Regions from separate parts of the Mus musculus genome. Here regions 1, 2, 3, 4, 5 and 6 are each linked to region 7. A link is a contact called in public HiChIP or PLAC-seq and promoter capture Hi-C data. All regions are on one chromosome and are shown on one strand. The core of a region is the stretch at or near the end of the contact, and the rest is flanking DNA. Distances in the headings are between cores, read along the strand shown. Region 1 holds the start of Foxo6 (forkhead box O6). Region 2 overlaps Hivep3 (human immunodeficiency virus type I enhancer binding protein 3). Region 3 holds the start of Ebna1bp2 (EBNA1 binding protein 2). Region 4 holds the start of Med8 (mediator complex subunit 8). Region 5 overlaps Hivep3 (human immunodeficiency virus type I enhancer binding protein 3). Region 6 holds the start of Edn2 (endothelin 2). Region 7 holds the start of Ybx1 (Y box protein 1).

What was found. Promoter capture Hi-C pulls out the DNA fragments that hold promoters and counts their contacts. HiChIP or PLAC-seq counts read pairs in DNA pulled down with a chosen protein or histone mark. Capture Hi-C pulls out chosen DNA fragments and counts their contacts.
Region 1: a contact with region 7 is called in a promoter capture Hi-C map of adipose tissue, with 4 times the contacts expected there. The contact joins the promoter of Foxo6 here to the promoter of Ybx1 in region 7. A contact is called at or near these places in 4 of 39 promoter capture datasets (the 3T3-L1 cell line, hippocampal neurons, liver and 1 more), 3 of 115 datasets of contacts at active chromatin or transcription factors (the NIH/3T3 cell line, large pre-B cells and neural tube) and 1 of 9 other capture datasets (adipose tissue).
Region 2: an H3K4me3 HiChIP or PLAC-seq map of embryonic forebrain shows a contact between it and region 7, with 6 times the contacts expected there. The contact joins the enhancer-like site here to the promoter of Ybx1 in region 7. A contact is called at or near these places in 5 of 39 promoter capture datasets (the 3T3-L1 cell line, 3T3-L1-derived adipocytes, cranial neural crest and 2 more), 1 of 15 datasets of contacts at CTCF or cohesin (the NIH/3T3 cell line) and 9 of 115 datasets of contacts at active chromatin or transcription factors (the NIH/3T3 cell line, astrocytes, bone marrow-derived macrophages and 6 more).
Region 3: a promoter capture Hi-C map of hippocampal neurons shows a contact between it and region 7, with 2.7 times the contacts expected there. The contact joins the promoter of Ebna1bp2 here to the promoter of Ybx1 in region 7. A contact is called at or near these places in 10 of 39 promoter capture datasets (the C10 cell line, the HPC-7 cell line, embryonic stem cells and 6 more), 3 of 484 Hi-C or Micro-C datasets (CD4 T cells, CD8 T cells and myeloid progenitors), 5 of 115 datasets of contacts at active chromatin or transcription factors (bone marrow-derived macrophages, embryonic stem cells, extraembryonic endoderm stem cells and 1 more) and 2 of 9 other capture datasets (adipose tissue and liver).
Region 4: a contact with region 7 is called in an H3K27ac HiChIP or PLAC-seq map of embryonic stem cells, with 8 times the contacts expected there. The contact joins the promoter of Med8 here to the promoter of Ybx1 in region 7. A contact is called at or near these places in 4 of 39 promoter capture datasets (cranial neural crest, hippocampal neurons, liver and 1 more), 3 of 115 datasets of contacts at active chromatin or transcription factors (bone marrow-derived macrophages and embryonic stem cells) and 2 of 9 other capture datasets (adipose tissue and embryonic stem cells).
Region 5: an H3K27ac HiChIP or PLAC-seq map of microglia shows a contact between it and region 7, with 4 times the contacts expected there. The contact joins the enhancer-like site here to the promoter of Ybx1 in region 7. A contact is called at or near these places in 4 of 39 promoter capture datasets (the 3T3-L1 cell line, the C10 cell line and hippocampal neurons), 6 of 115 datasets of contacts at active chromatin or transcription factors (bone marrow-derived macrophages, embryonic midbrain, forebrain and 3 more) and 1 of 9 other capture datasets (adipose tissue).
Region 6: a contact with region 7 is called in an H3K4me3 HiChIP or PLAC-seq map of embryonic stem cells, with 8 read pairs. The contact joins the promoter of Edn2 here to the promoter of Ybx1 in region 7. A contact is called at or near these places in 4 of 39 promoter capture datasets (the 3T3-L1 cell line, cranial neural crest, hippocampal neurons and 1 more) and 4 of 115 datasets of contacts at active chromatin or transcription factors (embryonic forebrain, embryonic hindbrain, embryonic stem cells and 1 more).

The regions. Positions count from the first base shown.
Region 1 is chr4:120,285,443-120,289,366 of GRCm38.p6, reverse strand. It overlaps Foxo6 (forkhead box O6), which reads left to right and starts at 2,106. Exons shown (of 2, transcript NM_194060.1): 1 at 2,106-2,528. The coding sequence starts at 2,115.
Region 2 is chr4:120,130,373-120,133,802 of GRCm38.p6, reverse strand. Hivep3 (human immunodeficiency virus type I enhancer binding protein 3) reads right to left here. Exons shown (of 9, transcript NM_010657.3): 8 at 1,174-2,081; 9 at 1-222. Among named protein-coding and RNA genes, the nearest start is that of Edn2, 29 kb to the left of the region's middle. Within about 2 kb of position 2,067, at least 24 of the 459 cell types and tissues checked have an H3K27ac peak or open chromatin away from gene starts, as enhancers often do.
Region 3 is chr4:118,618,668-118,622,487 of GRCm38.p6, reverse strand. It overlaps Ebna1bp2 (EBNA1 binding protein 2), which reads right to left and starts at 1,689. Exons shown (of 9, transcript NM_026932.4): 1 at 1,491-1,689; 2 at 1,323-1,406; 3 at 955-1,127; 4 at 295-418. The coding sequence starts at 1,556. Cfap57 (cilia and flagella associated protein 57) reads left to right here and starts at 1,703. Exons shown (of 23, transcript NM_026789.5): 1 at 1,703-1,812; 2 at 2,078-2,239. The coding sequence starts at 2,083.
Region 4 is chr4:118,406,969-118,410,609 of GRCm38.p6, reverse strand. It overlaps Med8 (mediator complex subunit 8), which reads right to left and starts at 1,273. Exons shown (of 7, transcript NM_020000.3): 1 at 1,224-1,273. The coding sequence starts at 1,229. It overlaps Szt2 (SZT2 subunit of KICSTOR complex), which reads left to right and starts at 1,347. Exons shown (of 72, transcript NM_198170.4): 1 at 1,347-1,447. The coding sequence starts at 1,421.
Region 5 is chr4:120,086,422-120,089,912 of GRCm38.p6, reverse strand. All of the region lies in intron 3 of Hivep3 (human immunodeficiency virus type I enhancer binding protein 3), which reads right to left. Among named protein-coding and RNA genes, the nearest start is that of Gm36215, 13 kb to the right of the region's middle. Within about 2 kb of position 1,977, at least 5 of the 459 cell types and tissues checked have an H3K27ac peak or open chromatin away from gene starts, as enhancers often do. A contact at or near this core is called in bone marrow-derived macrophages and microglia, where this site is marked.
Region 6 is chr4:120,159,592-120,163,142 of GRCm38.p6, reverse strand. It overlaps Edn2 (endothelin 2), which reads right to left and starts at 1,937. Exons shown (of 5, transcript NM_007902.3): 1 at 1,579-1,937; 2 at 1,116-1,272. The coding sequence starts at 1,633. All of the region lies in intron 3 of Gm36134 (a long non-coding RNA gene), which reads left to right.
Region 7 is chr4:119,292,483-119,296,132 of GRCm38.p6, reverse strand. Ybx1 (Y box protein 1) reads left to right here and starts at 1,620. Exons shown (of 8, transcript NM_011732.2): 1 at 1,620-1,929; 2 at 2,328-2,391. The coding sequence starts at 1,770.

The DNA of each region.
Region 1 (3,924 bases), core at 857-3,356, 990 kb before region 7:
CCCCCATCCCCTGGGAGAGCTCCAGCCTGTCAATCAAAGCCCTACCTGCTTTCACTTACTTCTATCCTCTCCCTGGGCTTCAATCTGAGGAAAGGAAGTTTTTAAAGAGGAGGCTGTTTCCCTTAGTGAGAATACAGCTCTTCTACTGCCCAGAGAACTCCACCTCCCTAGTCCCTTTAGGAAGCAGGTACTGGCCAGGAGGAGGTTAAGACTTGGAAACTCTAGTGTTGGACATGTTAATTTTGGTAGGTTGCTTCCCCCACTCTGGACCTCAGTTTCCTGATCAGCAAAACAGGAGACTGTGCCAAAGGGACATGAAGGTTTGCTGGCAGGGCAGCAAGCATCTGGGCAAGCAGGGAATAGTCAGGCATGTGAGGGGGTTTGAGTTAGAAGAAGTGCCAGGGTTAGACTGATGTTTAAGCTGAGTTTTGGTGGAGGCCTCACAGCTGGGAATGTTTGTAGGCATACGGCATAGCCTGAGCATAGGCTGGCAGATGGAGTGGTGACTGGAGACTTAGCCTCCCGGACCCTTTGGGATGAGGTAATGGACTGCATAACCTCTTAGGAGCTGCTCCCTTTGAGGTCACGTGACGATGGGATTAACATCTGAGTCCTCTACTAGTCTATACAGTAGGGACCTCATTTGTCTCCATTTGCTGCTCTTACCATAGAGCCCTGAAAGAAGACAGGAACAATGAAAATGTTCAATATATACCCATTAAACGAGTGAGTTCCTCCCCAACCGTTCTTAACTTTGGGGGTGAGCACTTGTTTCAACAGCCCCTTTGGGAACCTTCCACAGCCTGGAAGACAGTGGTACCTAAAGTGAGGTCCCTAGTGCCTGTCAGCTTGCTAGAAATGTGAAGTCTCGGCCCCAGCACAGACCTGCCGCCAGACACTCGACGGTCGGGGTTCAGGCATCTGTTTTAATCCTCTGTAGGATAAAACCTACCACACACTGAACTTTGAGAACCAATGCTCTAAAATTGTGCTTGCAAGCACAGTAAAAGCCCAGGAAGCCCCATTTGCACAGAGAACAGGTAGGGTTGTGGTATAACGCCTGGCCTACAATCCAGGAATTATCAAACCATTTCTTTTCCCTAGACTGGTCCATGGCACAAAGAGACGAGAGTTAGATCAACCCTTAGTCTGGCTGTTGGAAGGAAGACTTGGAAACGTCAAGGGTCCAGAAGAGGAGGGCGGGGCATTTCTGGGGATGGTAGAAGCGGGGAGGGACCAGTGTTCCGAGCCCCGCCCCATTTCTGTTGCCCCGGGAAACCCCGGGTTGTAACAATAACCTGCTGACGCGCTCCTGGGAGGAATCCTTTGAAGGTTGTGGGCGGGGCAGCCCCGCTGTGCACCAATGGAAGCACTCGGGATCCGCCCCTACGTTGCCCTCCCCGAGCCCGGCAGGGGGCGGGGCCGCGCCAGACGTTTCTCGCCTGCTCCCTAGGGGGCGCTGTGGCGTGCGGGGCTTCGGCGGGGTCGCCCTTAGCGGGAGCTCCACGCCCCCCACAGTCAGCAGGCGGGGCACCCAGTAAGCAAGGATTCCGCGGCCCTGGGCGAGCACGCCCCGCCTCCTTTTGCTCCGGGTCCGCCCCGTCCCCGTCCCCCGCCCATCCCGAGGTGCAGCCGGCGCTGAGCGCGGCAGGCGCGGGAGCTGGCGCTGGAGCCGGAGCGGCGGCGGCATTCACGGGGCGGCGGCGGCGCGGGCTCTGGCACGGGCTCGGGCTCCGGCATGGTGCAAGCCAGCCTCGTCCCGGGAGAGCGGGGCCCGCGCGCGGGACCGGCGCCCGCGGAGCGGCGGCAGCGGCGGTGGCGGTGGTGGCTGCGGGCACAGACAGGCGGCAGGTGCTAGAAGCTGGGCTGGGCGAGGTGTGTGCCCGCTGGGCTCCCGGGCCGCCGCCCCCTCACTGCCTGGGTCTTTGCCTCCCTCCGTGCTCGCCAGTTTGTCCAGCCTCCTGCCTCCGCTCCCCGGCCCATGGCGCCCCGCGGTTGAGCCGGCGCCGCCAGGGACCCCTCCCGCGGGCCTCCCCGGGGCGCGCAGATCCCAGAGCCGCGCGCCCACCCTCCGCGGAGCCTCCCTCCCTGCCTCGCCCGAGCCGGGCGGGACCATGGCTGCGAAGCTGCGAGCGCATCAGGTGGACGTGGACCCGGACTTCGCGCCGCAGAGCCGGCCGCGCTCGTGTACCTGGCCTCTGCCGCAGCCGGACTTGGCCGGCGACGAGGACGGGGCGCTGGGTGCAGGAGTAGCCGAGGGTTCCGAGGACTGCGGGCCGGAACGCAGGGCGACGGCCCCAGCGATGGCCCCAGCGCCTCCGCTGGGCGCAGAGGTCGGACCCTTGCGGAAAGCGAAGAGCTCCCGACGGAACGCGTGGGGGAACCTTTCCTACGCCGACCTCATCACCAAAGCCATCGAGAGCGCCCCGGACAAGAGACTCACGCTCTCGCAGATCTACGACTGGATGGTCCGCTACGTGCCCTACTTCAAGGATAAAGGCGACAGCAACAGCTCGGCCGGCTGGAAGGTGGGGCATCCGGGCTCCGGGCAGGCTACAGGGAGGGGGGCTCTGGAACACCCCTAGGGGTCATGGAGTGCGCGCCCAGGGCGTGGGGCAGGTCAGTTGACAGGCGGGGGCATGCTGGCAGCAGCTGTATTCATTCATGTCCCCTAGGAAGGATGCGCGGGATTGGAGGTCTGGTAGGGTGACAGGGGATACCTTTTTGAGGCATCCCAGAGGATTATCCCTGGCCTGTCATTGAGCGTATAATAGCATAACTCATTTCCAGACCACGGACAGTAGGGAGCCCCCTTTGTTTTGTGTGACTTGTTTTACCCTCTCCACCAGGGTACTTGCTTTAAAGAGCTGGAGTCATGACCCGGGGCTCCTGTCTGCTTTCCCTCTCAAATCTTCCCTGGCCTTCCTGACACTGGCCCCATGGTGAAGAGTGCTAACAGATCAAGCCTCCCCCCCCCCCAACCCCATGCAATTCTTTCTATAGTGTTGAGAGTTCATCCTGGAGCCTAGTCGGGGTGAAAAGCATGGCAGACCACCGGAGATGAGTTCTTCATGGGGCAGTTGTCAGCCCCTTCCCTGGTACAGCATGGGGTGGGGGAGGTGCTTTAGGCTCCCTGCTGGGACTTGTGGGAATGGTGTTGAGGTCTGGGGGGGGGGTCTATTTCTACCCACTCGGGCAACTTATCTCTCACTTCCCTGGCTTTCTGGGCTCAGATGCACTTAAGGAGTGGGGCACCCCTAGAGAGACCTCAGTGGCAGGCAGTGGAAAGGGGAGAGCCATCTTGGGAGAAGACTTGGATGGGGGCTTTACTGGATTGTAGCTTCTAGATCCAGCTCCTCCTCTGTCCATCTTGTTGGGAAATGGGGCTAGCCTATGCACTTGGGGGTGAAAAGGCATGAGGGGACCTCTTGTGGGAGAGGTAGTCACTGTGAGGAAGACATGTCTGTGACCAGAGATGAGGCTGTTTGGGGTGTTGATTGGCAGCAAGATCTGAGGAGAGGGGCAGCAGCCATGGCCAGATCTAGATGCACTTGGGAGTCCTGATCTGGGAGCCCCCGGCTCTTGGGATTCCTGTACACTGGCATCTTCTTTGGCTCTCCTTGACCATTATGGGGCAGGAACACAAGACACAGAAGTAGACCTGAGTCTCATCCCCTCCATTTTCCAGTCCCCTACATCTCAGTTCCCACCAGAATACAACTTTCTCTCAAGTGTGCCCTGCTCTTGGGCTTGCTCTGCTTCTTGTCTGCTGTGTCCACCTTCCTTCCACTCCTTCCCAGAGATGTAGTCACTCTCCTCAGGGCACAGGGTCCCAGTGCCTCCTCCAAGAAGCCTTCCCTAACACTTGTTAGCTAGCTCAGGACTCCCACCTACCCACCTTTTTTTTTCCTGGCCCTAAGGCAT
Region 2 (3,430 bases), core at 818-3,317, 840 kb before region 7:
GGTGGGCTGGGCTCCTGGCCGGGCCTGTACCATCTGGATCCCACCGATGGGAATGAGGGGGCAGGGGGCGCGGCTCAGGAGCTGGGAATGCAGAGGCAGGTGGCTGAAGAGGTTCTCCTCACTTCGGCTAGGGAGGTGGCCATGGAAGTCATGAGGGGCGGAGAATGGTCGGGGGAAGAGAGGAGCAGGGCCAGCTGATGGACTTCGGGACTCAGTCTTCCGCTGGAGTCAGAAAACAAGACGGGAGAAGGCAAGGGTTACGTGCCTGCAGAACTGAGGGCTAACGGTATAGAGGGTGGGGAGGCCTGAGATTGCAGTACGGCTGGTGAGTACGGCCAGAATCAGGAGTCCTACTGCAGTTCTCGGCAAGCTTCCAACTGGGCAACTTAGAGGTACATGTTGGCCCACATCTGTAGGAGGCAGCTCTTGTGTGTGTGTGTGGGGGTGTGGGGGGGTGTGGGGGGAGCTCTGTGCTCACCCTGGTCTACCTTGGCTCTTCTGCCTCTCCCCTTCTTAAGATGGTCTTGGCCTAACTTTACCCTTGCATATGGATTCCCACCCAAAGATCTCAACCTTTCACTACAGGAAGTTCAATGAGGCAAGAGAGATGCTTCAGTTAGTGTTCTTCCAGGAGAGATGCTGTGGGGTCATGACAGCACAGTGTAAGAAATGTCAACAGGGACAGTGCCAGCCGTGGACAGTGTCAGCCTCGGGGGTGGGGGGAGGGGCAGTGAGGCAGTGGTACAGATACTGTAAGGCAAGCACTGTCAAGGAAGGGTGATGGGCAGTAGCGGGGTGTGGTGGGGCATGGTGGTGACAGAGGCAAGGCTGTCATAGTTCCACAGGGAGGAGATGGGGACAGATGATTTTGGTAAAGCTGTCGACTGCTCCAAGGACATACATGGACAGGGAAGTGATGGCCGAAGAATTACACAAGTGTTACGTCCATATCCAAGGCTACACTGCCCACTAGGGCTTGAACCCAGAGCCTGTGAACACCAGAGCCATGTCTGGGGCTTCTGAGGGTGCCTCAAAGTGCAATGAACTAGCTGACACAGGGACCTAAGAAAAGCTTGCCACATGCCCAGGAATACCGGCCTGGCTCTGGGGTGAGGGGCAGAGGGTGTGAATGGGCAGCTTCTGACCCCCGGGAGGGCCACAGCAGGGACTCACCCATGCAGAGGTGCACGTTTCAGGGCTTCTGCTGAGAAGTGTGTGAGGTAGAGGCACGGGCTGGAGGAGGGCCCGTGGAACCGGCCCCAAGCCCAGGCCACTCTTGTCCGCTGAGGGGCTGCAGGGCCCAGCCAGGGCCCATTTCCCTGGCAGCACTGTCTGTGGCGGTGACTCGGCCTGACCCAGAGACCATCTCCTGGTGGGTGAATATCTGGGGGTGCCTGTGTCTGTGGCACGCTCGAGTCCAGCGGGCGCTTCTCTTCCTATGGGGTAGGGAGTGAGACAGGACAGCTCCAGTCTTGGAGACCCACAAAGGTGAGGGCCCAGGTCCCTTCCTGGGCCCATCTGGGGACCAGGTGTGCTCGTTACTGAGGCCTGAGCTTCTCGGGCCGGTGAACATTGCTGGGGAGACGAGTCATTTTTGGTGAGTGAATGTTTGCGAGTGAGTGAGGGGCGGCTGCCTGCTTCTTTGCTTGGGGACCACGGCCTCCTAGGGGACGTGGCCTTGGGACTCGGGGCTGAGCTCATGTCCTTCTCCAGTGGGGCCAGTCCCAGCCTGGGAAGGCCTTGGGTACCCCGGCTAGGTGTGGAACAACTGCTGGCGGTCAAATGCGTGGCTTCTGAGATGGAGCTGCCTTGCGGGACCTCGTCAGAAGTGCTATCTGGAGCCTGAGGGCCCTCAACGGGTGAGGAGTTCTCCTGTAGTGTGGGGGGCAGGCAAGGCGGAGCTGCCTCCGAGCATGGCCCAGACAGCTCATCCTGGCTCTCTTCCTCCTCCTCTTCCTCCTCCTCATCTTCATCCAGGTCTGAGTCTGAGTCAGAGTCCTCCAGGTCTGAGAACTGGTGCTCCTCCACAGCCTCGGCGCCCTCTTGCCCCTCTGAGTCCTGGTGCAGGTCATCACTGGTTCCTGAGGGGAGAGCACAGGATACTCAAGATTACAGCCACTTCAGGCTAAGCCCGGTTTCACTGCCTGCCAACTAGGCACAGTGCCACGTGGCAGACGACCAAGTGACATAGCAGATAGAAGAATACTCTGTAAATAATAGTGTACAATGACCTCATGCCTCGACGAACAAGTTCAGCTCTGCGGGCTTTAGGTACGTGAATTCATGTAGCCCTCAAAGAATCCTGGCATCACTGGGGAACTGGGGGTTCTATTCTTACGCTCATGCTGTGGATAAGGAAACCGAGGTAAGGGGGATCAGGTAACCTTCCCAAGTAAGGCCTAGGGCTTCACTGGGGCAAACAAGATCATCTGCTTTCTGGTTTCTCAGTGTGGGTTTCACCACGAGCCAGCTGTAATGCTGTGCCTCAGTCTCTCCTTTTGTTAAGTGGATGTCTCACTGTATGGCTTTTTCTGAGAGGAAAAAATAATGCAGGCCTGGTACACAGCAAGGGCCCAGATAATTACAGCCACTATGACCCCATTACTGATGGCATCTATCACTCTGGGACAGGGCATGCTGGCTGGTCCAGCAGACAGTCACGGTCAGTTAAAATGCAAACCAGATGCTAACATGACCAGGCTGGCCTACACAGCGGCTCTGGGCAGATGGCAGAGTTTAGCTTCTGTGAGTTGCTGGGCTAGGCTGGCCTCAGTCTTTAGGGCAGGCCTGACCCCTGCCATTCCTGCCCTGTGGAGCACTCTGAACGTCAGCTTCCGGGTCTGGATTCTTATGGAGTGGAGGTTTCCATCAGCTGGTGAGGCTGTGCCACCATCAGCAATGGAGACCGAGGCATCCCTGAAATGGTCAGCTGTCCACAATCTGGGGGATGACCTGGAGAGTTTGTGCTCTGTTGGCCCATCACTAGACTGCTGTGACATGACCAGTTTGAACTGGTTCCAGGTGGCCTAATGTGTCCACTATCCCTATCGCTCGCCCGGGCACCAATATTCCATTTTCTCCTGGTCAGGAAAGATAGTCCCCGAGCCCTGGCTCTCCACCATGCCCAGGAGGGCCAGAAACAGTGATGCTAACACCTCCATGGTCAGGTACCAAAGTGGATAACGTGAACATTCACTAGGAAAGAGAGAGAAAATTGTGTGTAGAGAAGGAGTTGTCAGGCAGAGGGAGGTTCCAAGGGCAGAGTTTGGGCAGATGGGAGCGAAGAGACGAGGCCTCGAGGGGAATGGGTGATGGGAGACATAACAGACAGGGGATGGAGGGAGGGGCAAAGCCCTGCATCAGCTCATTCTGCTGACCTAGGACTTTGGCAGGAGCCCTGACTGCAGGCCTCAGGTTTTACTCAGCCCTG
Region 3 (3,820 bases), core at 440-2,939, 670 kb after region 7:
CCCATCTAGAAGCAACAGTAATCTCCTTGGCATTGCTGGGCCAGAACTCTAAGACTGTTGTGTCTGTCCACTCCACTCACTCTGACAGGGAAGAAATACGCAAGCTTCTTTTCGTAGGGCCCATACTTCTCCAGACCGTCTCTCTCTAATTTGCCTAGGCGACTGGCATGGCTCTGAAGCAGAGACTGTTGAAATACTGGCTACAAACACCACACATCTTTTTTTTTTTTTGAAGACTACAGGAATGACCCAGCTGAACAAATGAAACCTTGGCTTTCCAGAAGAAAAACCTACCTTTTGCATCTGCTGATCAGACTTGGCCATTTCTGCAAAATAATCGGTGGGCCTCTTCGTAGGGACTTGGAGCTGATGGAGTCGGGGTAATACCGCAAGCACTGCTGCCTGGGCCTGCCGGTAGCTGACATTACAGGACAGGGTGTAATGAGGGGAGGGGAAGGGCGCTCATGTCTTCTTACTGCCTCTCAGAAGTTACCTAACCTCAGAGCTATCACATCCCACCAGCACTGGCAAGATAAGACAGACACACCAACTAAAACTCCACTGATTGCACATATAACTGAAATCTCACTTTATGTTTATTTACGAGGGGAAAATACTTCCAAGAGCAAGTCAGTTTAAAACAACGAGCTTATTAAATACTGCGCAGACTATGAACTGTTTCCCAATCATTACAGAAAGAGCACTCATAACATTCCCTAGGCAAAGTGTGTTCTAATGATTGGAGGCACCCACACAAGCTTCAAATGAATTATTCTGAAACATCCCTCGAGCAGGGTTCTGGTTAAACGGCGACCAAGAACCTATTCTTTCCACCAGAGGAACCCGCTAGATCCACTCGCACGCTCGTGCTAACCCCGCCCAGTGCCTCTGAGGTTGCAGACACACTAAGACCCCCTTCCTGTAACTCCATCGCAGGACCCATAACAAACATACAAACTCATTTCCCTCTGGAAGTCGTCTTCTGGATTAACGCCTTTCTTCTGGTCCTGGTTCTGAGGTGTTGGCTGAGTCTCACTGACTTCTGGCACTGGACCCAGGGTCACATCGAGCCTTTCAACCCACTCCAGATCCCGTCTGAATTCAGCCAAGCACTGTTTCAGGCCACTCTAGGTTAAGTCAGACAAGGCGCTCATGAGAACCGCGAGTTTGACTCTCAGAAACCCAAAGTCCTATGCTCAAATATCCGCACAGGATGACGACCGCAGCGCAGGGTGCATCTTTCCCACCAGAATCGGTCTCCCAAGAGGCACAGCGCTTGTGCGCATCCTGTTCCAAGGACCCCGACCCTCGCACGAGCTCACCACGTCATTCACTGCCTTCTTCGGCTTCTCTAGCACGACATTGAGACCTGGCTTCAGGAGTCCGCGGGAAAACGCATCCTGCAACTACAGACCGGGGAGCCTCAGTACCAAAGAGCTAAATAAAGTCCCCGTCCCAGCCCCTGCCCCGCTAGCTCCGCTGCGGCCTACCTCTTGATCTGAGGCCAGGCACGCATCCGACTCCGAGTCCGACTCTGAAAGCGGAGGGGTGTCCATCTCGCGGCCTTCCGCCCCGCGAGGTTCGGCTGCCACTCCACGTGCCCACAAGCAGCACCACCGCCAACAAATTCTCCACAAGCCTCTGCCTTTTCAACAGGGACTTCCGCTTCCGGGTTCATAGCCGCACTTCCGGTTTTCTCGTTGCTATAGGAACTGCTCTAGCGTTTGGGCGTGCCCGGATTGCTTCGGATCTTTAGGAAGAGCACCTACTGATCCCTACGTAGTCTAGTAACCCAGAGCCGTGAAGCAAGAGGTAAATAGTTTCTTTGGGGTCCTCCTAAGGATCTGAGGGCGGTGGGAGTGCAGGAGAGGAAGGAAAGGCTCGGAAAGAGCCCCGGGGGTGGGGTGGAAAGGAAGAGGAGCCTAGGGGCGGGGCGATGGAGGGGCGAGGCGGGGTCAGGGAGGGGCGGGCCGGGGCCATGGGCGGGGCGGGGCGGGGCAGGAAAGGGAGATGCGCTGCTCGGCTTCACTCCCACCTACTTGCCTCTTTCTTCATCTTTTGCAATACTTTTTGACAGGTACCATGTCCACCGTGGTAGCTCAGGCGCTTCATGTTTTTGGTCTTCGGCCTCACGTGACCAACAATGTCTTCTTCTTCGATGAACAGATCATTATATTTCCTTCAGGAAATCACTGTGTGAAGTACAATATAGATCAGAAATGGCAAAAATTCATTGCAGGTAAAAAAGAAAAAAAGAAACCACCTTTTCCATTCTGACACATACATTAAAGGCATGTGCTACACAAAACCGCACAATCTCAACGATTGGGAAGATTTTTTTTTGATAACTGGGTTATCCACATATTTTTATAAATGTAAACAAAATAAATGGCCATTTACACTACTTAATCATAGATTAACGTGACACAAGTAGCCAAAATGACAGGTAAAATAACACACGTTTTAAAAGTACTTTTCCACAATGACTCCAGAGAAGAGTTACTTTAAACAGTGTTTTTCTTGTATTCTCCTGCAGTTGTGTTTGTCCTCACCAGAACCTTCTTTTGAGTCTAACGGTTTTGAGAGTACATGACCTTCATTGAACCCATGTCTGATGGAGACGCTGAAATTTTTATCTTAAGTGACAAATAACCTTTTAACATTTTTTTTTTTTTTGGTTTTTCGAGACAGAGTTTCTCTGTGTAGCCCTGACTGTCCTGGAACTCACTCTGTAGACCAGGCTGGCCTCGAACTCAGAAATCTGCCTGCCTCTGCCTCCCAAGTGCTGGGATTAAAGGTGTATGCCACCACTGCCCGGATTATTTACTTATTTTAAAGAGTTATGTATACAGTTTTCTGCCTGAATGTATACCTGCAGGCCAGAAGAGGGTACCAGATCTCATTACAGATGGTTGTGAGCCACCATGTGGTTGCTGGGAATTGAACTCAGGACCTCTGGAAGAACAGCCAGTGCTCTTAACCTCTGAGCCATCTCTCCAGCCCCTGGAATATCCCTAGTTTTATGTTAATAGTTTTACCAATTTTTCAGTTACTTTTGTAAGATTTTGTTCTAAGGGGTATCTCTCTTATTTAGTTATAGACATATTTTACATATCCTGTATTCTAATAATTTGTCAGGTATATATGTTAGAAATAATTAGCTAAGCAGTGATGCCTTTAATCCCAGCACTGGAGAGACAGGGACAGATAGATCTCTTAGTTCAAGGCCAACCTGTTCTGCAGAGTTCCAGGACAGCTAGGGCTACACAGAGAAACCCTGTCACAAAAAAACAAAAGCAAAACAAAAAGTAAGAAAGAAATATTTCTTTCTGAAGCCTGTGCTTTTTTTCTTCCTTGTGGTATCTGTGAATGAACAATAATTCTTAGTTTTTGCCGGGCATGGTGGTGCACGCCTTTAATCCCAGCACTCAGGAGGCAGAGGCAGAGGCAGGCGGATTTCTGAGTTCGGAGCCAGCCTTGTCTACAAAGTGAGTTCCAGGACAGCCAGAGCTATACAGAGAAACCCTGTCTCAGAAAAAAAAAAAAAAGGAAAATAATTCTTAGTTTTAAAGAAGTAAAAGTCATCAAACACCATGTAAATATTCTGCAAGAATAAACTGTATTAACTGGGGACATGGCTAAGCAGGTAAAGCACTTTCCAGGCATGTCTGAGGACCTAAATTTGAACATGCATAAAGCCAGGCATAATAGCAACACGTCTGTAATCCCATTGCTTCTGTGGAAAAATGGAAACTCCACAGAAGCCTGTGAGCCAGCCAGCCTGGCATGCATGCACAGTAGTGAACTGCAAAAAGATCCT
Region 4 (3,641 bases), core at 24-2,523, 890 kb after region 7:
AGCCTTGCACCTTTTTAATTCCATGCTCTCCTCCTCCCAGCTCTCAAACACTGCCTCTCCCAGTAGACAACATTCTCTTAGATTTGCAGTAGGGTTAATAGGAACGTGCTCAGGTTTCTGCACACTCTTCTTTGTCAGTTCCTCTTCTGGAAAATAGATGTGGCCTGCCTACCTCACGACTGCTTATTGTCACTGCGCTGCTTTCCTTGGGTGGATGAGAATCCCTCGTGTCACTCTGTGGTGTTGGCATTGACACAGTTTTGTTTTGTTTTTTTCAGGAAGTTCAGTTCACCTCAGAAAGGTTTGCCATGATAACAGGGGTGCTATCTGCACACACAGCCTAAATAATTCCCGAAGTTCATTATATCATGGGTGCCTCTGGTCATCCTCTTGTGAGTGTAGCTACTGTCAACCACACAATCTGGACAATCTCACACGTTGCCTCTCTGTAAGGTTTTCTCTGAATACCAGCTCTGCAATCCCCTTCCCGGTCCCCCAACTGGCCGTTTATCCATAGCATTTGGTGCTTTGGAAAGTCAACGTGCATCTTTGTGCCAATATTCCCGTGTCTCTTTCATAATTCGGGTGACCCATAAACAGTGTAGGTTTATCAGATGCAACAAGCCAAGTGAGTAATGAAAGAGTAATGAAAGACAAAGGCGAGGAAACCTGCACATTGTTTCTGAGTGTTAGACAATTTTAAACGCTGAGGCGGCAGAGGGTTTCCGTTTGACTATCTGAGGACTATTTACCCCACTTCTCCGCCCTTAGCAACGAGGTACAAGCCGGGAAGAATGATGCAAAGCTGATTTGCAAACCTGACTATGTGACTGAGGGGGTTGGACACCGGGTTCCACCCACAGCCTCGAATTACAAACAGCTTAGTTTTCATCCTTGGAGGCCCACGATCCCTTTAGCCTTCTGAAGCCTTATGACGCCTGTGTCCAACAGCCTAGATCGAGGCGTGCGGCAGCCCACTACTTTCCCGAGCCTTCCCAAATGCCACCACGATCCTTTTCCACGCTCAATCAAGTCCGCCTTTCCTCCCCGGGCCTCCGACCTTCTCACATCAGCGGGCTCGATGCCCGCGCCTCCCGCAGCTGGCCTCGCTCTCTCTGGCTCCGCTGCCTTTCCTCTGCCCTCCGCTCACAGCCCCAACTCCCCGGTGTCCTCAGCCCAATCACCCTCCCGCCAGCGGCTATAAGGCCCAACCCGCTTCTCACCTGCATTGCCGCGGCCCGGCGGGCGCAACCACTTCCCTTTCCGGTTTCTCGCACGGCTTGCTGCGCTCACCAATCAGAAAACTCAAAACGGGACCATCCCAACAACTTCCGGTTCCTGCCCGGTACAGAACTAGCCGGGTCAGAGGTCAGGAGTGGAGCAACCTCCCTGGCCCGGGCCGGCGCGGGAGGGCTGTGTGATGGCCTCGGAGCGCCCCGAGCCAGAGGTGAGGGATGGGCGGGCGCGGGGCCGAGGCCCGAGGGCGGGCGTGTGGCAGCCTTCACCCTCCGGAGCCTCAAGGAGGCCGTTGCTGTTTTGTTTACTCAGATGCCATCCTGATCTTCGTCGCCCATCCACAGACTTGTTAGCGATAGTGATGCTGATAAAAACTCGTGTTTTGGTTATTAGTTGGGATTTTCATTGTGCCACGCCGAAGCTGACCGACTTTGCGGGGTTTTTTGTATCTCATCTATTGGAATGCAATCAATAGCATGAGTTGATTTCGCTCTAGCGTTCGTGCTCTTGGCAAAGCCCTACAACCCTCTGGCCAGTCTTAACTTAGGACAGACCCTGCTTCCTTCTTTATAAAAGTATTTGTTCTGTGATGTGGCTTGGGGATCACAAGTTAAGGCAGAAAAGGCAGACGAGGCACCCGCCCCCCCACCCCACCCCCCACCCCCTAGATGCAAAGAACCCTATATGTATGTTTTGACATTCAGACTCCAGCAGGGAATCTGGCAGTATTTATTGTCATGTACAGAGCAGACAACTGAAGTCAGAGCAGGTGAGGTGTCATGCCATGCAAAGATACCTTAGGACTACTCCTTCCAACTGAACGAGCGGATCCGAGGAGGTACCAAATTTGGCTAGCGTGTCCAGGACCCCAGAGGGATAGCCTTGTAGGAGGGAAGGTTGATGCATGTGCGTAACGATACAAATAGCAATGGCTACTTGTCGAATTCTTACTGTATGCCAGCCACAATTCTGAGCTCTTTACTGTTACCAGTTCTTTCAACCCTATAAGGCAAACACCATTATCATCCCTCTTTTCAGGAAACTGAGGTGCCACTATTAAAAGAAGCATAGTTGTGCAGCTAGTATTGGGGCTAGAACTCCCAGGTAGGTGAGCTCGCTCTACAGCTACAAGTTGTCCTCTGACCTGCACACGTGCACTCTGACACGGGTGTGATCTTATATATGTATAATGTATGAGTACACACACCCGTGTATGGGGAGGATGTGATAAACTACACACATGAAAACCCTATGAGTGAATAGGGTAGAAACAGAATACCAAGAAGAAAGGGTGATGTTTAGAGAGGCTAGGCTCCCAAAAGAGAGGAAGAAGCAAGTGCTGTTCTGCAACCAGAATTGTGCTGAGGGTTAGGGTGGATGCAGAGGGTAAAACAGAGACTCCTTAGCTGTGGGGACTAAATGAACATTGGATTATAATAGGTGTTGCAGAGGCGTAAGTGAAGTGTCACATTTAGTGGGGCATTTAACCTCCTTCCACAAATGGGTGGGATCCAGGAAGTTTAAGTTCTCTAAGTATCTAACACAGGTAGAATCCTCAGGAAATTGTCATTCTTGCTTTCCCTGTTCAGGAATGGAGAAACATGCAGAGCCAGTATTTGCCCCAAGGTGCCTTTAACACTGAAGGGCCTGCTTTTACCATAGTGGTGGGTGATGGGGCTGAGACTGGGAAAGAGAAGGCTCAGCTCGCAGTTATGCCAGAGGTTAAGGTTTATCATGCTGGCAGGCTTCGGATAGTTAGGAGGCAGAGGTATCGACGTTATTTTGTGGGAAGAAAGCACATGGTTTAGAAAAAGCTCAAGAGAATAATTTGGTCTTTAGTCTTAAAGAAGCAGGAAGAAACTCTGGTGGGTGGGTGGGAGTGGCAACACAGTGCCTGGCATCACTATCCAGCTTGGCATCGGTGTATGTGGGCCTCAGCGACGATCGTAATCAGTGATAGCCTTCCGACACCATTGTACTCCCCTCCCCCCTTTAATGTCAGTATCCCTGCAAAGATCTCCTTATCTTGCTATTACAATAAAGCCTAGATGACAGTTGGGTAACCTGCAAGATCACATACTTAGCATGTACTAGAACACATCAGAATCCAGGTCTCTTGACTCCAAGAGCCTGGCTTTGTCTTGTTTATCAGACTGCTTCAAAAGGCAGGCACATCAGACTCAAGGGAAGTCAGGATTGAAGCTCCATGTGGAGGTGAATGCTATGAAACACAACTGAATTAAAAAATGTCTCAATCAGTCATACGGAAAAATCCCCAGGGGAGCTAGTTAAAATGGAGATTCTTGAGCTCTGTCAGCTCTGAATTCAGTTGGTCTCTGATTGTACCCAGGAATCAAATAATGCATTTTAATAAACGGCTCAGGTGATTCTGATGCAGCTGGCGC
Region 5 (3,491 bases), core at 728-3,227, 790 kb before region 7:
CTTCCTGTTAGACCCAGGAACCAAGGTGACACTATTATTACCAGAGAGGTTGACATGGACGTCTCTGGTGTTGACATGCAGAAATCAGAAACAAGATCCCCAGCCTTTATGGAGCAGGTAGAAAGCTAGAACTTGCTGTCCTGCTTACGTCACCCTGGGGCACTGGCACAGTGACAAGAGGCAGCGATGGCATATGCTCAGGTTCTGAGTCTGGACTGGGCCCTAAAATTCCCGCTCATGTCAGGACTGTCCTGAGGGGATTTAAATAAATCAACCCATTTGTTCCTTACAACAACTCCGCCACCACCCGCCTTTATCATGCCTGTCTTACATATTAGGAAACCGAGGTATAAAATCACAAAGCTGCCAAGGAGCCGAGCCTACAGCTGAGTCAGGGCTACCAGGTGCCTTCTGCAATGGAGACCCTGCAGGGCCCGGGCCACACAGCCTTGCAGACAGGACTCAAGCTCTAACTCTGAGGGCAAAGCATACCACTCCCAGCAGCCTTTCTTCCCGCCATGAGGGCTGGCCTTGTTAAGAACTTCTGTGTGTTTTATTTTACCTGGAAAAGTGTCTGCCATGCTGATGTCTTGCTCCAGTGATGCTGAAAATGAGCCAGCATTGGGGTCGCAGCTCATATCAGCAGGGGCCCAGCAGAGCCCAGATGCTTGGGGCTAATTCATCCACTGGGTTGCCCATTGTTATCCACCTAGTTAGCATGCTGCCCTCCTGCCTTGTCATTTATTTTTATCTGCCTTCCCTAGAAGCATCCAAAGCCATGTCTGGACACCGAGAGAACTCAGTGGGCACTTGTGAACTTAAGCCGACCTACTTATCTTCAATGGGCCAGGAAGTGCTACTGAGGACACCCTGGGGAAGACTAGAACCTGTCAGGAGACCGGGTCAGACTCGTATCTTCTGGCTACTGTGCTCTGCCAGGATCACTGCCTGGAACAGATCTGGATTCTACAGCAGCCTGTATGCTTGTCAGCGCCCAGTAGGTCTCCAGCTGTCTTTTGACCACATTTTGTTTAAGTGACATTGGTACAAAAAGCTGCCTAAGTAGTTAGGGTTCTTCTGTCTACCATGAAGGGACATATATAGGACATGGGACAACAGGGCCAGTGGCAAGATGGCTCAGTGGGTAGGGGTACTTGGTGCCAAGCCAGATCACCTGAGGTCAATTTCTGGAATCTACACGGCAGAAGGAGAGAACCAAGTTTCACAAATTGTCCATGGTACACATGTGCTCACTCATATACACACAGTAGATAGATAATTTTTTAATTAAGGAAAGAACACACTACAACATCACACACACACACACACACACACACACACACACACACACACACACATACACAGGCATACATATACACACAGGCATGTGAGTGGGCGCACAGGCATAGAAGCACACACATCCTATAAGTATACTAGAAGGGCAGATCACTGTTGTTGACTATGCCCACAGTGAACAAGGGCACTGCCTACAGTCTCTCTCTTCATGCCTGTGTGGCAGGTGGACATTACTGTCCTTGCAGTGGCATGCAGTCATGACCACTCTGCAACATGTTTTATTTATCTGCTCCATCTCAAATGTTCCACGGAACTCCTCATACAGGGCCAGTCCAACTGAAAACGGCCTAAGTCAACTCAAATTGGAAACAAGACCTCAACACAAAGCCAAAACTATAAAACCCTTAGAAGAAAACATACAGGAAAAGCCTTGTGATGTTGGAACTAGTAATGATATTTTAAATATAACACAAAGCAAAAAAGTCAAAAAGATTAAACTGGACAGCATTGAGATCAGTGACCCCTACACGTCAATGGTCAAATCAGAAGAGGGTGAAAAGCCTGCAGACTGAGAGGACATAGCTGTAGTTATAGCTCTGACAGAGTAAGTTCCATGCAGTAAAGAATGCCTACGAATCAGCAACAACAAAAGCAAGGACTTCTGCTTTTAAAATGACCACAGGACTCCAGCAGACGTCTCTGAAGTTCTTCAAATAACCAATAAGCACAGGGAAAGATGTCCAGCAGGTCTGATTATTAGAGAAAAGGAACTCAAGCCCAGAATCCAATCCCCTCTCACCCACGTTAGTTAGGATAGCTTCTATCAAGAAAGAAAGGAAGAGTGTGGAAATGGCTCAGCAGGTAAAGCACCCACGTAAATGTCAGGCAGGCTGGCTGTAACCCCAGACCTCAGGAGGTGGAAACGGGAGACCCCCCCCCCCCCAGGACAGGCTGGCGAGACTAGCCCAATATGCAAGCTCTGAGTTCAAATGGGAGATCATGCCTCTCCCTCCCCCCACCCCTAGCTCCGCCTCCCTGGCACTGCAATTACAGGCGCACACCTCCTGTTCTAGCTCTTTATGTGGGAGCTGAAAACCCAAACTGAGGTCCTCATGCCCGTGCAACAATCACATCACCCATCGGGTCATCTCCCGAGCCCCACCCCCACCCCCAAACAGCAATGCTTTTAATAGGATCAGGAAGGAGCTCAACTCAACAGCCAATCTGATTGTGCCATGAAGTTTTTCTCCTGTGTGACGGTGAGATCCAATTCTAGGTTTTACATTTAAGTCCTTAATCCACTTTGAGTTGATTTTTGTAGGTGTGATATAAGGTAAAGCTTCAGTCTCATTTCTCCATATGTGGATATGAATACATCATTGTGTATTCTTGGCAAAAGATGGGTGGCCATAGATGTATGGGTTTATTTTGAGATCTCTATTCTGTTTCACTGGTCTATATGCCTAATACTGTACTGCTTTGATTACTGTATCTTTGTAACATAATTTGCAACCAAGAGGTGCATTGTTTCCAGCTTTCTTATTTTTCTTCAGGATTTAGTTTTTCATAGGGATTTTCATATATATATAAAATTGGGTTTTATCTATTCCTGTAAAGAGCATGTTAGTATGTTTATACACCAAATCTGTAGATTTCTTAGGACAGTATGGAAATTAAACAACATTAATTCTTCTAGTTCATGAACATGAGATGCAAGATGCCTTTACATTTGGGTCTTCAATTTTTCTTAATGAGAATTTTTTTGGTTTTGGTATATAACTCTTTCCTTTCCTTGGTTAAGTTTATTCCTAACTATATTATTGTTTTGTGTACCACTGCAAATGATATTGTTTTCCTACCTTACTTTTAAGATAGATCATTGCCAGTGTATAGACAAGTAACTTATTTCTATGATTTTGTATATTGAGCGCTTACTAAATTTATCATATGTAATAATAATCAGTGCATGATGAGTGCATGCCATTATGCATGTATGGTAGATGTTGGGGGAGCAACCTTATGTAGCCAGTCCTCTTCTCCACTTTTATATGGGTTCTAAGGATAGAACTCACGTTTCTAGGCTAGGGCAGCAAGCATCTTTACCTGTTAAGCCCTCTCACCAGTCCTCAAGGTAGAACACAGTGCATCTATCTAGACTATCTGGTCTACCTGAAGTAGAATACTTTGAATCTATT
Region 6 (3,551 bases), core at 688-3,187, 870 kb before region 7:
TGCAGGGCAATGTAAGGAGTGGACTCTGCAGATCCAGTGAAACCTGGGCTGGTCTTCTGAGCTCTGGACCCCCTACCTAGGCCAGGAGGAAGGGGCCTGTTCAGCTGGCAGAGTGAAGCATTCGGCTCACAGTTGGTCCCCCACATGTTGGAAGAAGTGTGACAAATATACCTTTGAGTTGTGTGTGTGTGAATGTGCGTGTGTAATGGGATTGATTTCTGATCCAGTTTGGCCAAGGTAGGCAGAGTAGGGGCCCTGAGACTAGTCCCCCCAACACCTTTGGTCAACAGCTAATTTTAGGTGGCCTGGCAGTTGGAGCTACAGTGATTCTGGGTGGACCCGACACGCAGGCACTGGCAGGGTTCCCGCCCTGAGCCAGCGTTTGGATGTGGATTAGCTCTACGCACGCTTATGTTCTCAGCGTCTCTTGCCTTATGCAATTTGAAGAAGGGGGAAAAAAAATACAAACATACCCAGAAACTTCAACCTGAGGTATGCAGGGGCCTGGAGGCAGCATGGGGCAGGCAGAACCCAGCTCTGGCTCCTGCCTGGGTATCCCAGGCAGACTTCTTGTCTGTCCTGTGTGTGTGTGTGTGTGTGTGTGTGTGTGTGTGTGTGTGTGTGTATGTATGTGTGTGTGTGTGCAAGCAATGCCTGCCTTGTGGGGAGGCTGGCGGCTCAGTGGGTGGAGCTGCACTTGGAGTGCTCTGCATAGAGCGTGGTCTGGTCTGGGCATGGATGTTGTCATGCATGGAGTTATTCTCTGCAGGGGAAGTGTGGTTGAGCTCCAGCGTCCCTAGACTTGGAAAGGAACCTACAACTTTTTCTCTCCTGTGTGATCCTGAAGAGGCCACCTCACATCTCTGAGCCTCCATCCTTTGATCTGGAAAATGGAGCTAGTAGCACTTTCCTACAGGCTGTTGTGAGGGCTGGAAGGGTATGGAGCCCTCTGCCTGACTCTAATAGCTCCCACGTGGAAGTTGATGCATAAGTAGTTACTATGGATCCTCTCCCAGTATCCTGAGATTCAGGGTGAGCACAGGCAGTTGCAGAGGTGGCTAGCTAGCCAAAAGCCTTCACCCCGACCCTCTCCCACGGTCCTGGTGGATGCTTACCCCGCAGTGTTCACCCAGATGATGTCCAGGTGGCAGAAGTACACACATTCCTTGTCAAGCCAGGAGTTGCAGGAGCATCGACGAAAACGCAGGTGGGGGCCTCGGCCCTTGGGTGCCGAGGCCGGCTGCTCCAGGGTGGCAGCTGCCTGGCCCTTCCCTGCACACAGGAGAGAGAGAGAGGTGGAGAGGAGGTCAGGACACCTGGCCTGTCTGGGTTAGGGGACCCGCAGGGCTCCTCCTCTTGCACAATAAGGAAGTTGGCACCCTTGGTGTTCAGGAACCACTGGCTAGCCTGGGGAAGCCCCAGCTACCATCGCTGTGCCTGCACGCTGCAGTGGTAGCTCCTACTGTGGCCTCACCGCTCTATGCCCCCAGTTGGTTTTGGGAAGGAAGCACCATGCCCCCGGAGGAGACATCAATGAATAGACCCTGGGATCGCAACACGCGAGAGAGGGCAGCTCACCTTCATGCAGGGCCAAAAGCAGGGCCAGAGCGATGGAACACCAGGCGGAGACCATAGCAGCAGCGGCAGAGTGCTTGGCTGGGCCAAGGGAGCCGGGAGAGCAGGTCGCCAGTGTCCTCCTGCTAAGCCGAGCTGAGAGCTCATTGCTGAGGTGCCCTGGCCGCCTCTTATAATACCAGGCAGGGCGCCCGCCCGCCCCTACTGGTGCAGCCCCGCCTGCTTAGCTGCTGCACCTTGGGCAGAGAGCCAGGGACACCGCCTCCTCCCTGGGTGCCTGGCCCGCCCTGGCCTCCCGGTGAGGGGGAGAGGGAGGTGGAAGGCTGGGCTCCACCCTCTGCGCTTCTCTGCAACACCTTCAGGACTCTGCAGGCTCCCTGCAGGCCCAAGGCCCCTCTGAGTTCTGAAGTTAGTCCCAAGTTGTGGTACCCGGCCCCTCCCTACTCTCTGACTAGCACTCCTGAACTGGAAGTTTGGAGTGGAGGTCTCATCTAAAAGCAAAGCTTTCGCTCTTTACAGGGTATCTGCCACCCTCCTCCCTGCCCACGGTGAAGCAAGCTGAGATATCCCTTCGATGCGTGGGAGGTGAAAGGCCCACTCAAGGTTACATGGCCTTGGGCGCGTCAGAGCCCCCTTTAGGACCACTGGCCTCAGGAATGGCACAACTCATGCCTGACCTTTGACCACCTGAGGCTGCCTCATCCCCATTTTACCCAAGGAATTCTGCTCCCCTCTCAAGCTCCCAGCCTGTAGTAGGAATTCTGGTCCTTTCTGGAAACGACTCACTTATGCAACGACAGTCAGGGAGAGCCTCAGCCAGGGATAGCTTCAGCCAGGGAGAGCCTCAGCCAGGGAGAGCCTCTTGGACCTCAGTTTCCCTGCTCGACAAACAAGTACCCCCTTGAGATAGAGAAGACACTTCTGAGCCCTTTCTAGGAAGATACTCCACAGGCACACAGAAGGTGTCCTGAGTAGTTCCCCAGTGTGGACTGAACAGAATATTTTGTGTCACCTCAGTGGCAACTTTATGCAAAAATAAATAAATAAATAAATAAATAAATAAATAAATAAATGGAGAGGCCAGAGGCTGGCAAAGTGGCTCAGAGGGCCAAGTGCACAAATCTGATGATCTGAGTTTGATCCTGGGACCCAGGGGTGTGGTGTGTATCTATACTCCCAGGATCCCTACAAGGAGGTGAAAAGTGGAGACAGGAGAGTTGCCTATATAATTATAGGCCAGGGTGCCTGGATTAACCCAGAGGTGACAGGAGAAACCTGGCCTCAACAAGGTGGGAGAGAACTATCACCTAAAAGTTGTCCTCTGACCGCCACACGTGTGCCACAACATGCATGCACCCACAGTCATGCAGACCTCTCTCTCTCTCTCTCTCTCTCTCTCTCTCTCTCTCTCTCTCTCTCTCTCACACACACACACACACACACACACACACACACACATACACACACACAAATATGCACACACAATAATGAATAAATGGAGGAGGAGGAAGGAACAGGAGGAGGAGAAGGAGGAGGAAGGCAAAGTAGAAGGAAGGCCTCTTGGGTCCGGGCATTCTACTTCTGATGCCCAGGCTGCCCCACAAGTCCTGGAGGCAAAAGCAAAGACACACTGTGGGGAAGGGAAGGGACAGATGAATGCTCCTCAGTGTACTGGCAGCCCCTCTGTGCCTGGCCTGCCTGTTTCATGGTAGTAGACGTACCTTATATTCTTGAGGTCTAAAGCCCTGGAGAGGGCATGGCCTGTGGCCTTCTCTGTCCATAGGGGTATTGAGGGAGCCCGATGAATGCACTCCAAGGGAGACAGAGTGACTAGGGCTGGCCTGTGTTTGGACCGTAGAACCCAGACCTTTCAGCATCTTTTTATGTCTGTGTAGACAGACATTTTAGTTCCTGCATTAAAAATGGATAAAGAGGAAACGGGGATTGGAAAGGTATAGGCCATTGTGTTTCCTTCC
Region 7 (3,650 bases), core at 371-2,870:
CAATCAAACCCAAGGCTGGATGATAGTAGTATTGCAGGCGAGCTTGTTCTGGGGATCCAGGCTGAAATCCCAAGAGAGGGCTGCCATGCCCACTCAGCATTTATTCTGGGTATCTAAACTCCAGTCTTAACATCAGGACTGCAAGTGATCTAACCACAGAGCCACAGAGCCATCTCCACAGAGCCATCTCTCCAGCCCTGGTCTTGGTGGTGGTGGTGGTGGTGGGGGGGGGAATGAGACAGGGTTTCTCCTGGCTGTCCCTGAACTCACTTTGCAGACTAGCCTGGCCTCGAACTCAGAAATCCGCCTGCCTCTGCCTGCCAAGTGCTGGAATTAAAGGCGAGCGCCACCACAGCCCGTCGGATTTAGCGTTCTTTTTGTATTTCTAGTTCATGCTTTTATTTACTGGGAGCTAGGAGTATGCCACAGTGCTCGTGGGGAGGTCAAGCTACAGCTTACAGGAAGAGGCTATCTTTCTCTTTCCATTATGTGGAGCTGAAGGCAAGAACTCAGGTTTGGCCAAGTGCCTTTACACACAGAGCCATCTCAGGTCCTCTTGTTTCCCCCACTCCCATCCCTTCTCTCTCTGCAGCCCCTTCTCCAAGCAGCAGCCTTTTCTTTCTTTAACGATGCTACTCCTTACTTACACCGCGAAAGCTACACTGCTCACCGGTGATCAGGGGAAGAATCTCAGGTTAAAAACACCTCTGCCCACCTCTGATTCCTACTTCGATTGGTTTCCTTTATTTGCAGTCTCCGTGAGACCCTATCTTTTCTAGGCCTTTGCACAAACCTACCTTTGCCTGAAATGTCACCACCCAACTCTTCCTGCTCCCACTCCCCAAACGCTGTGCTCACCCAACCAAGAAGTGGTGGGCGTTTAAAATTCCACCATCAGAAAGCAGAAACTAACTGGCAAACTACTTCAATCCCCAGTCAATAGTAGATGCGTAATAAAGAATGAATGAAGGTAGGCGGAGGGCTTCAGAAAGAAGGCAGCGTGTGTTTTACAGTGTATAAAAACAAGGATAGCAATCCTTGTCTACAGTGCTTAGTTTATAAAGTCAAAAACCCTAACATCCAATAAATGTGAGGCGAAATTAAATCTGATTTGTGGCCAGTATGAAATACATTTCCTCGGACGCCGGGGGAAACGATCACCCCCGCCCTGAACACGCTGAGTCGTGGCAGCTCCAGCGCCTGCGTGGTCCCTCCAAGGTGACTGGATCACCAAAAGCCTGACCCATTAAGGAGGCCCCGGCGTTCACCCAGCCGTGGGAAGGAGCCCCTTCTAGGAGGCCGGAGTAGGCCCGGCGATCGCGGCCCACGTGCGCGACGAGCGCAGCCCCATCTGGGAACGTTCCCTCTGCGCGTCCTCCCGGTACTCTATGGTGCTCACGGCCGAGGCTCTCATTCTAGTTCCGGTCTCTATGGCGGCGGAGGCCTGAGAAGCTGTGGGTCGGGCGAATTAGTCGCTAAAGATACCAATGAGAGCGCAGGAGCCGCGGAGCGTGAGCCAATAGGCGCTAGAGACCCGGTCAGGTGGTGAGATGGACAACGATGCGGACCAATGGGGGAGGACGAGGGCGGGTCTATCGCGGGGCTTATCCCGCCCGTCCCGCCATTCTCGCTAGTTCGATCGGTAGCGGGAGCGGAGAGCGGACCCCAGAGAGCCCTGAGAGCCCCACCGCCGCCGCCGGCCTAGTCACCATCACACCCGGGAGGAGCCGCAGCCGTCGCCGCCGGCCCCAGTCACCATCACCGCAACCATGAGCAGCGAGGCCGAGACCCAGCAGCCGCCCGCCGCCCCCGCCGCCGCCCTCAGCGCCGCCGACACCAAGCCCGGCTCCACGGGCAGCGGCGCGGGTAGTGGCGGCCCGGGTGGCCTCACATCGGCGGCGCCCGCCGGCGGGGACAAGAAGGTCATCGGTGAGCGCCAGAAGGGACCGGGGATGGGGCCGCGGGCCGGACCGTTAGGCGACGCGGCCCGAGCCACGGACTACGCGGCCGCCCCTCCCCCCCGAGGCCCGCGGCGCGCGCACACCGGGATCCCGCCGCTGCTCCGGCCGCCGCCGCCCCTCCCCCGCGCCCACCCGCCCCGGGGCCTCGTGCTGGGGTCCCCGCCCCGCCGCCTACGCAGCCGGAGGAGCGCGGGCTGCTTCCCCGGCCCTCACGTGCTCGCCTCCCGGGCGCACACCCACCTCGGACCCGCGCTACCCGGCGCACCCACGTGTGCGGCGAGGGCGGCGGCCCGGGCCTGCGGCTAGATCCTGGACCGACTTCCAGGGCCAGCCGGTGATTGGACGTTGTTGTGCTTTGTTTTCCAGCAACGAAGGTTTTGGGAACAGTCAAATGGTTCAATGTAAGGAACGGATACGGTTTCATCAACAGGTGAGATGCCGGGGTGGAAAGCTCGCGTCCGCCTCCTGCATGGGCCAGAGCCACCGCGGGCATGACAGGGTGGGGGATTGGGACCCTGTGTTTCTTCCTTGGGTGACGGGATTAGCGGGTCTGTAGACTCGCTTTGTGTTGCTGTTAAGTACCGATCTTGAGCTAGCCTCAAAAAGCTTTGGCACAAAGCAGGTCAAGGCAGGCGCGTCGCATGAGCCATGCCTTAACAGTTACCTTGCATCAAACTGAGGCAACTCCAGGCTAAGCACGCTTTTAACCTTGACATCCCTTTCTGCTTTGAAATTGCTATGTAAGAATGTGACCCGCTAATTAACATACAGGTGATCTTTCACCTTGTTAACCTCTCGGGGAACGGGATTTGACATGTCAGTTGCCTGAGATGTTATCTGTACTGTAAGGTTATGTTGCCTTTGTTTAGACTACTCGAATATTCAGTCCATTTAGTACCTCGAGCACATTTTTCCTATAGACCTTCTGTAGCCAAAGAGGGCTCTTCTTATTTGTCCAAACGACGAGTAACGTATCTGAAAGGAAATGGTTCTTCCTCATTTTTTATTTCTCTTACTTCCTTGTCAGGGAATCATGCTGATCAAATCAATTTTTGTTATAGCTTGCTGGAGTGGCCATAAGTCCTTGGGAACTTAGCCTTCGTTGTATTTGGCTTAGAGTTGTAAACTATACCTTCATAGATCCAGAGAAGGGTTTGTAGACGGCGGTGGTAAGTGCAGGCGCTGCCTGCACTCTGGGCTCCCTTGTGAGCCCGGCATCTTTTTCAAGATGGCTGCCAAGGCTAGTGCAGTTGCATGGGTGTAGAGCCCCGCGAGTGCCAGCAGCAATCCTGGCCGTACAGCTGTGATACTTGGCGCCATTTCAGCATTTTCTCTTACATGCTCGCTTAGAAGGCGTTAAATAAGTAGATGGTGAAGAGAGCGCTACAGAGTGGCACAGTGCTCGTGAATGGGCAGCTATAGGCTTTTAAAATAACGGAGTGATGAAAAACATTCACTGATGAACCCCACACAGTCGTGGAAACACTCAAGCAAAAGCGATTACAATCACTTAATGGACTGTTCTCTACAGTTGCAATTAGAGGGAAACATTTTGTTTTTCCAGACTCTAGGATTTCTCCTGTCACGGGCAGTTTGCCTTTCTGACCATGTGTCCTGGGTTCCTTCCCCCCCCCCCCCCCCCCCGGGTTACTAGTGAGCAAAGAAAAAAAAATGTAAGGCTTTGGTGCT